Linked DNA regions of Mus musculus: all the other regions are linked to region 2. A link is a contact called in public Hi-C and HiChIP or PLAC-seq data. All regions are on one chromosome and are shown on one strand. Each heading gives the region's core, a stretch centred on a gene start, on an enhancer-like site or on the middle of the called end of the contact. The rest is flanking DNA. Distances are from core to core; before and after follow the strand shown.

Region 1 (2,700 bases), core at 58-2,557, 71 kb before region 2:
CATCTTCTAAGCCACACTGACACGTACAGAACTCATGTCATTTACAATTACAGACAAGACAATCAATTAGCCTGCTTATTTCAGTCCACCTATAATGCTAAATAAAGACCAGTAAAAGCAGCTTCTATAGCAACCTTTGCATGTACCTGTTGCTCACCTCTGGCTAACAAAATCCAGCAAGCACTGCCACTTGCAGTGTAAGTTCTCCCTTTTTGGGGATCATTCACTGGAAGGGAGAGGGTTCAAGTAATAAATATTTCTTGGTTTCTCTGTAGAGCATATATAAAACTAAAACCTGACTTGAAAAAAAAAATCACAGGAACTTATCAAAGGCAGGTAGATACATAAAGTGACCCTGGAGTTTCTGTAAAACTAGCGGGAAAGACTGTGCCATTTGCAGAACAGCTGCAGCACACAGCAAGAATCCATCTGAAGACAAGCGTAAGAAGACCTGTAAGACTGCATGAACAGCCCATCTCATTTGGCATCAACATCTGCCTGAGCCCGACACCCCACAAAGAAGGTTCTATGAGCTGCAAAGCCAGTGCAGGTTAAGCTCTCTTGGAGAACCCGTGAGAATGCCATTCTCATCTATGTTCAAGTGAGAACAGTGGTTGGCTCAGAGCAGGTGTGAAATACCCATTTCTCTGCTGAGTGACAGCACTGAATTTTAAAGATGCTATTTCTACACAGAATATTAAAAATATTATTTAAAAATGAAAAAGTATCATTTGGGAATCTCAGTGGGTGGCTCAGAGATTACCTGTGTCAATTTAAGTCAGTATTTTGTTTCTAAACAAGATTCTAATGAACTAGAAATTCATCAACAAATCTTTTGAAGTTGTACTTTTCTGTTCACAGATTTTTTTTAAAGATAATAAAACTTCTCTCTCAACCTGATAAATCATAATATATTCTATTTGTGACTATGCCTGAGATTATTAAAGCTGCTGTCTTTTACTGATCATAGAGCAAAATCTTGTTTTAGCAGTCATTTCAGAGACATAAACAAGCACACAGAAATAGGAAGCAGTCTGAAATCAAAGATTTGGAATTAATTTGTAAGCTACTTAAGGGTAAAAATCTATAGGTCATAAAACATCCACTAGAAGCAAATGTACCTAGTAAGCTAATAAGCCATGCATGTTAGCCTTCAAACAGAATAATGTAAACATCAAAAGGTTTTGAAGACTCTAACTTCAGATTTTCCCGCTAAGTAGTAATGGAGAGACTGTACTCTGTGTTGGTCTACCATATCAGACATACGACAGTGACTCAGCTAACTCTTTCACAGGACAATATGCTGTTGGTGGCTCAAGTGCCTGTTAAGAGGAAACTTCCTTGTTTTGTATTCACTAAATGGTTACAGAATAGAGAAGAGCTTCCATTTCTGTGGTTAGAAACTTCATATCCAGGTTCCATGTTTACCTACTCTCTCAAGAATGAAGGTGACAGACAAAAGGCAGAAGCGGCTAGGAGAGACCGCAGCAGCAACTACACGCAGGTCAACACTTACTTCAGTCCAGGGATGTCCAGAAGGTTAGTCAGCCCTGTCCAGTTAATCTCTAAAAGCTGTTTTAAAAAGGAAAAAAAGTATTAAATATCAAAACAGTTTCCATACAACATAGCCAATCCAAACAGGCTTGTGTACGTGAAATAAGTATGATAAGAACTGCGACACCTTTCCCCAACGTGTATTCTATCAAAGACAGATGCTGTCACTGCATATGAAGACTGGCCCACTTCTTATTTTATGATAAGGCCATAGTTTTCTCTACTAAAAACATACTTCAATTTCTCCTTTATCACAGTTAACAATTCAGTGATTATCCTTTGTTTTATTATTTGTTTATATACTCTCAACTGGCCTGGAACTCATGAAAACCAGGCTGCCCTCAGACGCAGAGACTGCCTGTCTCTGACTCCCAAGTGCTGGGATTAAAGATGTATGTCATCATGTCCAGCATGAATATACATGTTTATATATACACATACAGCCTAACTTTCAAAAATGGGGGTATGAGTCAGCAAGATAACCCAGCAGGTAAAAGTGCTTGACACACTCACCTGATGATCTAGATTCAATCCCCAAGATCCATAGTACAAAAAGAAAACTCCACATGAATACCATCAAAAGCAAAAATTTTCAAGTGGAGCATGATGCTAAAGATTATATGTTCATTTTCAGTATCAGTACCTAGTGATCCCCCAAATCACTACTTAAAGTTCTGTTACTAACAAAAGTATTGGATAGAAACATTTCTTCTCCATGTTGTTACCAGAAAGAAATATTAAAACTCACCCTAGTTGGTAGTTGAACAACGGTACTTTACTTTGAATTTTTTACTTGCATATTCCTATGAATAGAACATGTTCTGTCTATTCATTGGATATTTATAGTCATCTCAGTAATTCTTACATAATTCTATTAAGTAGACATAGCAGTTAAAACTACTGGTTGTAAATACTGATTTTTCTCTACTAAAATGGATACTGTGCACATTAAAATACTCAGTGTTTATTACTTATCGAGGACATGTTAAGTGAAATTGTACAGTCTCAGTCTCCAAAGCACCCACCTCTCCAACTGAGATCTTATGGTTCCAAAAGAAGAAACCAATTTTAGAACACATCAAGCCGGGCGTGGTGGCACACGCTTTTAATCCCAGCACCTGGGAGGCAGAGGCAGGCAAATTTCTG
Region 2 (2,700 bases), core at 136-2,635:
GCTGGACCAACACAGGAATGTTTGGGAAGAGTGAATGGACAGGGTGAAGGATCCATCTCCCAGGCAGGCCATGCATCTGAACAGTGTGTGAATATTTAGGCGACTGCAGTGAGCAGAGAGTGGTGTTCCTTACTCGATCCTTCCCCTTCATTACCTGACTTTATTCTTTCCCCATGAACCTATCCCAACATCCAACTATAGCACCTGTCTCCCATTTGAATGCTTTGTAGCTTCACATTAAGAAGTTTTGTGTCATGACATTCAATACCCTTCACAAATTTGCACACACCTCCCTTTTCATCTCTAGCCATCTCTCCAGTCATGAAATCCAGACCCTTTGTTACAGGTGTGCTCTGCTCATTAAAGAAGCTTCTAATCACATGTGGGCTTTGGGTACTTGGGAGGTGGCTAGTCTTGACATATTCTGTAAGTAAAGAATTTTGAAGACACTACAAGTTTTTAAAAATACGTTAATACTTCAAATATATACTGCACGTTAAAGTGATAACAGTTTATGCCTGTCTCTGGTAAAATATACTATTAAATTTAACCTTTTTCAACTTTTGAAAATGTAGCTCCTGGGGTTGGGGAGATAGCTCCGTAGATAAAGCATTTGTCATGCAAGCACGCAGACCAGGGTCTGGATCACCATCACCCACGTAAAAGTCAGATGGGGCAGCCTGCTTCTAACCTCAGTGCTCATGAGGCAGAAATGGCCATAGGCAAGAACCAGTAAAATTCTGTAAGAACTGGACCAAAATAAACCACAGCCAACACCAAGATTACCTTCCCTCTAAGAAATGTACTGGATTAGTAGAAACAAAGATAATAGACCTTAAGCAAAGATGAAAGACTTAATGTATGTTAGTACCTTTTGTATGACAAGGATTTGGCTTAGTGACCTTTGTGTGGTGTTAAGTGAGTGGAAAGTCAAATTCTAACGTGGGTTACAGTAATATGTAACTTAGAAAAGTGTGCGAATAGTAAACTTCTCATCTGCAGAAAAAGCTCAGAATGCTAACATACGATCTAGATACTTCCTAAGTATCGCTAGGCAGACAGCCTAGTCTTGAACTCACAAAGATCCTTCTGCCTTGTCTCCATTGTAATAGAATTAACTAAAGGTGTGCGCTGCCGCAGTTGGCCACAAATGATTTTCATGAAAAGACAGTCTATAGGGTGTGAGTTGAGGAGGCAAAGCCTTGTTCAAGTATAAAGCTCAATCACCGTTTCCTTCCCATCTCTCGTTGTCAACTGTGAGGGTCAAAGAAGGATCAGACAAAGAAACTCAAGACATAAGAAAAGGCTCCTGCGTGTTTGCAGAAAACACGGGCGCGCAGGCGCGCGTGCTGGGGACGGCCGCGGGGCATGCTGGGCCAGCGCCTTCGGCCCGTTGCTAGGAGGCGGGGACGCCGGCCCTCCTGGGACCCAAGTCGCAGCAGGCCTGGCTGGCTGGTAGAGCTGAGCGACGGCGGGTTTATCTTCCTCCGGTGGCCCGCGCCTGCTGGGCCGAGGACACGCGGCTGTCCCGGCCTCGAGGAGCGATGGAGCCTGGGAAGGTCGGTGCGCCGCGGGGCCCAGCCTGGTCCGGCCCGCGCCCCCATTACCCCCCTCTTTCTTGGCAATGGAGATCGGGTTCCTCCTGGGCCTGCACTTAGGAGAGAGCTGGAGGCGGAGTTTGGGTCGAGGTCTCAGCTCTGCTGTTGCCTCTCACTTCTTAGCTCCAGGTGCGGTTTGTGGAGGAGTTTCTGGACTCATCCAGAGGCGAGGCTGAGTGTCAACTTCAGGAAGGCACAGGACTCCTGAAAAAAAAGTGCCGCAAGGTGAAACATGAGTCTCGTTAAGGTAGAAGGTTGTTGACTTTAACTTTGGTAGGTCGTTTATATCAAAAATCCATCTCTTAGGTTTTCCGGTTTGGTGCAATACAGGTTTTTAAAGTATGTCCTTATGGCCCTATTAACAACTCATGATAAATCCTATGAATTACCTTAGCGTCTATTATAAAGGACCCTTGTCTGCTTTAATTAATTTAGGTCTTCTCTTTCCATCTTTTAGTTTACTGGGTAAAAGTTTGCCCATTTTGTTGATCTTTCTGAAAGAGTCAGCTCTTTAGTTTCATTGATTCTTCGTACTGGTTTGTGTTGTTACAGTTTCTTTGATTTCAGTCCTGAGTTTGATTTTTTTTTTTTTGTGCCATCTACTCTTTTGGGGTTATTATTTCTTCTTGTTTTTCTAGGGCTTTCAGGTGCATCATGAAATTACCAATATAAAACCTCTCTAGTTTTTTGGTGGAGACACTTGGTGCTATGAACTTTCGTCTTACAAACTGTGTTCATTGTGCCCTGTAGGTTTGGCTATGTTGAATTTTTATTCAGTTTTAAAAAGTTTATTTTCCTCTGTGATTTTTGTTTTGACTCAATTTTCATTCAGTAGTAAGTTGTTCAGTGTCCATGAGTTTGTTTGGTATTGTTGATATTCAGCTTTACTCCATGGTGGTCAGATAGGATTCAGGGTGCTATTTCAGTTTTCTTATATGTATTGAGGCTTGCCTTGTGTTCTAATATGTGATCATGAGCTTTGGAAAAGAAAGAATATTCTTTAGAGTTTGGGTGGGATATTTGTGTGTGTGTTTGTCTGTCAATTTGACTTACGATATTTTTTGTTTGTTTTGTTTTTTCATTTGCTTTTTTAAACTCCAGC
Region 3 (2,700 bases), core at 110-2,609, 120 kb after region 2:
ACACCAGATTTATATCTGAGCACCTCCACATGCACACAGATGTGAACTCCACATAAAATCGACGAACAACCATATACAAATGAGCACATGCACTTACATGTACAACATGTTGTTTCTTAAGCACACATACGTGCACAGGCATGTGCACATCTACAGACACATTTTAGCTTGCTCATGAACAACCATTTACAAATGAGCACATACACATGAGTATAACATGTACTTAAGCATACTAAGCACACATATGCACACAGGCATGTGCACATCACACACACACACACACACACACACACACACACACACACACCCAGACACACACACACACACACACACACTTCTGCTCGCTCTGATGACAAGGCTCGGATTCTGTAGAGCTAAGGGAGCAGATTATGGCTGCAGGGCAGGAATTGCCAGGTATGCTGGACACATCCTCAGGCTGCCACTTATATATCTTGGGTACCTCAGACACAACTTCTTCTATGAGTAATTGTAGGCAGCATGGCCTAGAGTCAGGGCACTCAAGAGTATAGCAGCAGGCAGCTGTGTTCTAGGGCCCCAGCATCATCCATAGCAGACTCTCACACAGAATGAAATAAGGTTTATTGAAGTATATACACAGCTAAGTTCCACTCTGTGTTTGTAGATATTCCACATATAACATGTAAGGTCACATGCTGGTCATATGGTTACTACACCTCTGCTATTGGTGAGTTCCAGCAGTGGCCGCTTTATGATCAGTCCATCTCTTTACCAGGGAAAGGACCCAGCTCTGTTTAGCATTAGCACATGCTGGGCTGAGAGAATGGTGTCCCTGTACATCTGAATATTCCCTGTGCACTCAGTGACTGCTTGTGTTCACATGTTCTACATGTCTCTTCAGGGTCATGGCAGAGTCATACCCAGTTGTTGATAGGACTCTTTCAGATATGGGAGAACTGTGTGTCCTCAGAACTGCTGACTAAGCAGTGAGCTCTGTATGAAGAGAGCCATGGCTGACACCAGGGCTTGTAGCATCCACCTATCGCCACTGCCAACAGCTCTTTTCAGTGTTCCTGAGCTAAGCCATTTACTCCCTATGACTTGTTCTCTAGCCTTGTAGCCCTGGAAGGCAGCAGGGTAGTGGTGTTTTCTAAATCATCTGAGGTGCCTGCCCCATGCAGTTGCAGACAAACTGGAGGCGTTTCAAGCGTTGATGGAGGCAAAAGTCCAGGGGCAGTTCTGTGGGACAGACATTCAGGCCACATGTCAGGCCACGGGGCCTCAGCTAGTCTCTAGATACTTCTTTTCTGTACTAAAGCCCCCACGTACTGGGAGTGGGGCCCCTACTTTGGTGATTTCCTGACCCCGCCAAGACCTCTGGCTCTGGCACAATGGTTGAGATCATTTGTATTCATACTAGCTGGGGCCTACATGCCACAGAAACCACAGGAAACACATTTTGCAGCTCGTTTCCTTGGTGTGTGTGTGTGTGTGTGTGTGTGTGTGTGTGTGTGTGTGTGTGTGTGTGTGTTGGGGGGAAGTTACATAGGCTGTGCCAGAACACTAGGTACAGAACCTACAGTCCTTGCACTGGACCACGACATAGTCTTCCAGGGTCTCTGAGCACTGCAGGGAAAGGCACTCTCTGTCTTCAGCTGCTTTTCCAACCACGACAAGCATTTCCTCAGGTCTGCTTGCCCACAGTTGCAAAAACATCGGAAAAATATGGATTGTTATTGGCAAGTATCGGGTAGGAATACTTGATGCTGTTTTATACTTTGATAAAACAATTCTCTTTTTAAACAGTTTTTAAGATGGCGATTTTCTTTAACAATGCAACAGTTTTCTATTGGCTAGAGAACAAACCCTGGGCTGAATGGACAAGTCACAAGGGCCTTCATGACAACATGGGATCCAGAGCTGCTCACCACTTGTAGGAAGCAGCAGATGCTAAGTGCCTCAGGAGGATATGAGTTCCTGGTTTGGCCAATGAAACATGAATATCCTCTTTGACTTATCTTTGGTCCAGGGAATGGCAAGGGTGTGGCTGTCCAGATGTAGTTCCACAGGACACAACTCAAGGCTAGGGGGACCAGGAAGCTTCTAGGATGAGAAGGTTGCTCTCAACTGCTTTCTATGGTATGCCATAGACTGAGGAGGAATTTCAGAGACATCCATAGGCATGCGTTGGGTGTCACAGGGTGGTGATGCTCAGCTGTTTCTGGACCTGGTTCCCCCTGACAGGAGGCAGTAGGGGAACTGGAATCTTCCTCCTTGTTCTCTTCATAGGTACTAGAATCCAGTTTTGATGTTCACAGCCACCTGGCTTCCTTGCTCTCTTTGAAAGTAGAATATGGCTGAGCCATATTATGAAGAAGATGGCTTAAAGGCTAGAGTTTGACAATAATAATTGGTGTTTCAATCAAGTTACACATGAGGATCAGAGTTAAGGACCAGGGCTGAACCAATAAGGCACCAGACACTGGGGCAGCAGAGGAATCCAGCAAACATATGTCAAACCCAGCAGCACTGACAGCTCTGTACAAGGGACACAGCTAAATGACTGAAGTCTCTGACTGCAGGAAGGACTGGGTGCGGGAGCCACGGTGTATCTGTAGGGCACTTTCTGAGCCATTCCGGGACATGGACCAGCTGTGCAGCCGGTAGTCCCGGCTCCCAGCTTGGGTCAGGCACAGGCCTCGCCATCTTCTTTTCAGTTCA

What was found. A called contact is a pair of places that touch in the nucleus more often than the background predicts. HiChIP or PLAC-seq counts read pairs in DNA pulled down with a chosen protein or histone mark.
Region 1: an H3K4me3 HiChIP or PLAC-seq map of bone marrow-derived macrophages shows a contact between it and region 2, with 2.4 times the contacts expected there. The contact joins the enhancer-like site here to the promoter of Wdr60 in region 2. A contact is called at or near these places in 6 of 39 promoter capture datasets (the C10 cell line, the HPC-7 cell line, hematopoietic stem and progenitor cells and 2 more), 1 of 15 datasets of contacts at CTCF or cohesin (the NIH/3T3 cell line), 10 of 484 Hi-C or Micro-C datasets (3T3-L1-derived adipocytes, CD8 T cells, the HPC-5 cell line and 6 more), 7 of 115 datasets of contacts at active chromatin or transcription factors (the 230-238 cell line, CD8 T cells, the SCID.adh cell line and 4 more) and 3 of 9 other capture datasets (adipose tissue, liver and pancreatic islet).
Region 3: a contact with region 2 is called in a Hi-C map of granulocyte-monocyte progenitors, with 3 times the contacts expected there. The contact joins the enhancer-like site here to the promoter of Wdr60 in region 2. A contact is called at or near these places in 1 of 39 promoter capture datasets (the HPC-7 cell line), 2 of 484 Hi-C or Micro-C datasets (granulocyte-monocyte progenitors and macrophages), 2 of 115 datasets of contacts at active chromatin or transcription factors (the HPC-7 cell line and bone marrow-derived macrophages) and 3 of 9 other capture datasets (adipose tissue, liver and pancreatic islet).

What each region holds. Positions count from the first base shown.
Region 1 is chr12:116,333,073-116,335,772 of GRCm38.p6, reverse strand. Esyt2 (extended synaptotagmin-like protein 2) reads right to left here. Exons shown (of 22, transcript NM_028731.5): 7 at 1,517-1,572. Among named protein-coding and RNA genes, the nearest start is that of Esyt2, 53 kb to the right of the region's middle. Within about 2 kb of position 1,307, at least 10 of the 459 cell types and tissues checked have an H3K27ac peak or open chromatin away from gene starts, as enhancers often do. A contact at or near this core is called in the HPC-7 cell line and bone marrow-derived macrophages, where this site is marked.
Region 2 is chr12:116,261,710-116,264,409 of GRCm38.p6, reverse strand. It overlaps Wdr60 (WD repeat domain 60), which reads left to right and starts at 1,385. Exons shown (of 22, transcript NM_146039.3): 1 at 1,385-1,559. The coding sequence starts at 1,545.
Region 3 is chr12:116,144,145-116,146,844 of GRCm38.p6, reverse strand. Vipr2 (vasoactive intestinal peptide receptor 2) reads right to left here. Exons shown (of 13, transcript NM_009511.2): 13 at 584-2,700. The coding sequence ends at 2,535. Among named protein-coding and RNA genes, the nearest start is that of Gm23732, 28 kb to the left of the region's middle. Within about 2 kb of position 1,359, at least 78 of the 459 cell types and tissues checked have an H3K27ac peak or open chromatin away from gene starts, as enhancers often do. A contact at or near this core is called in the HPC-7 cell line, bone marrow-derived macrophages and granulocyte-monocyte progenitors, where this site is marked.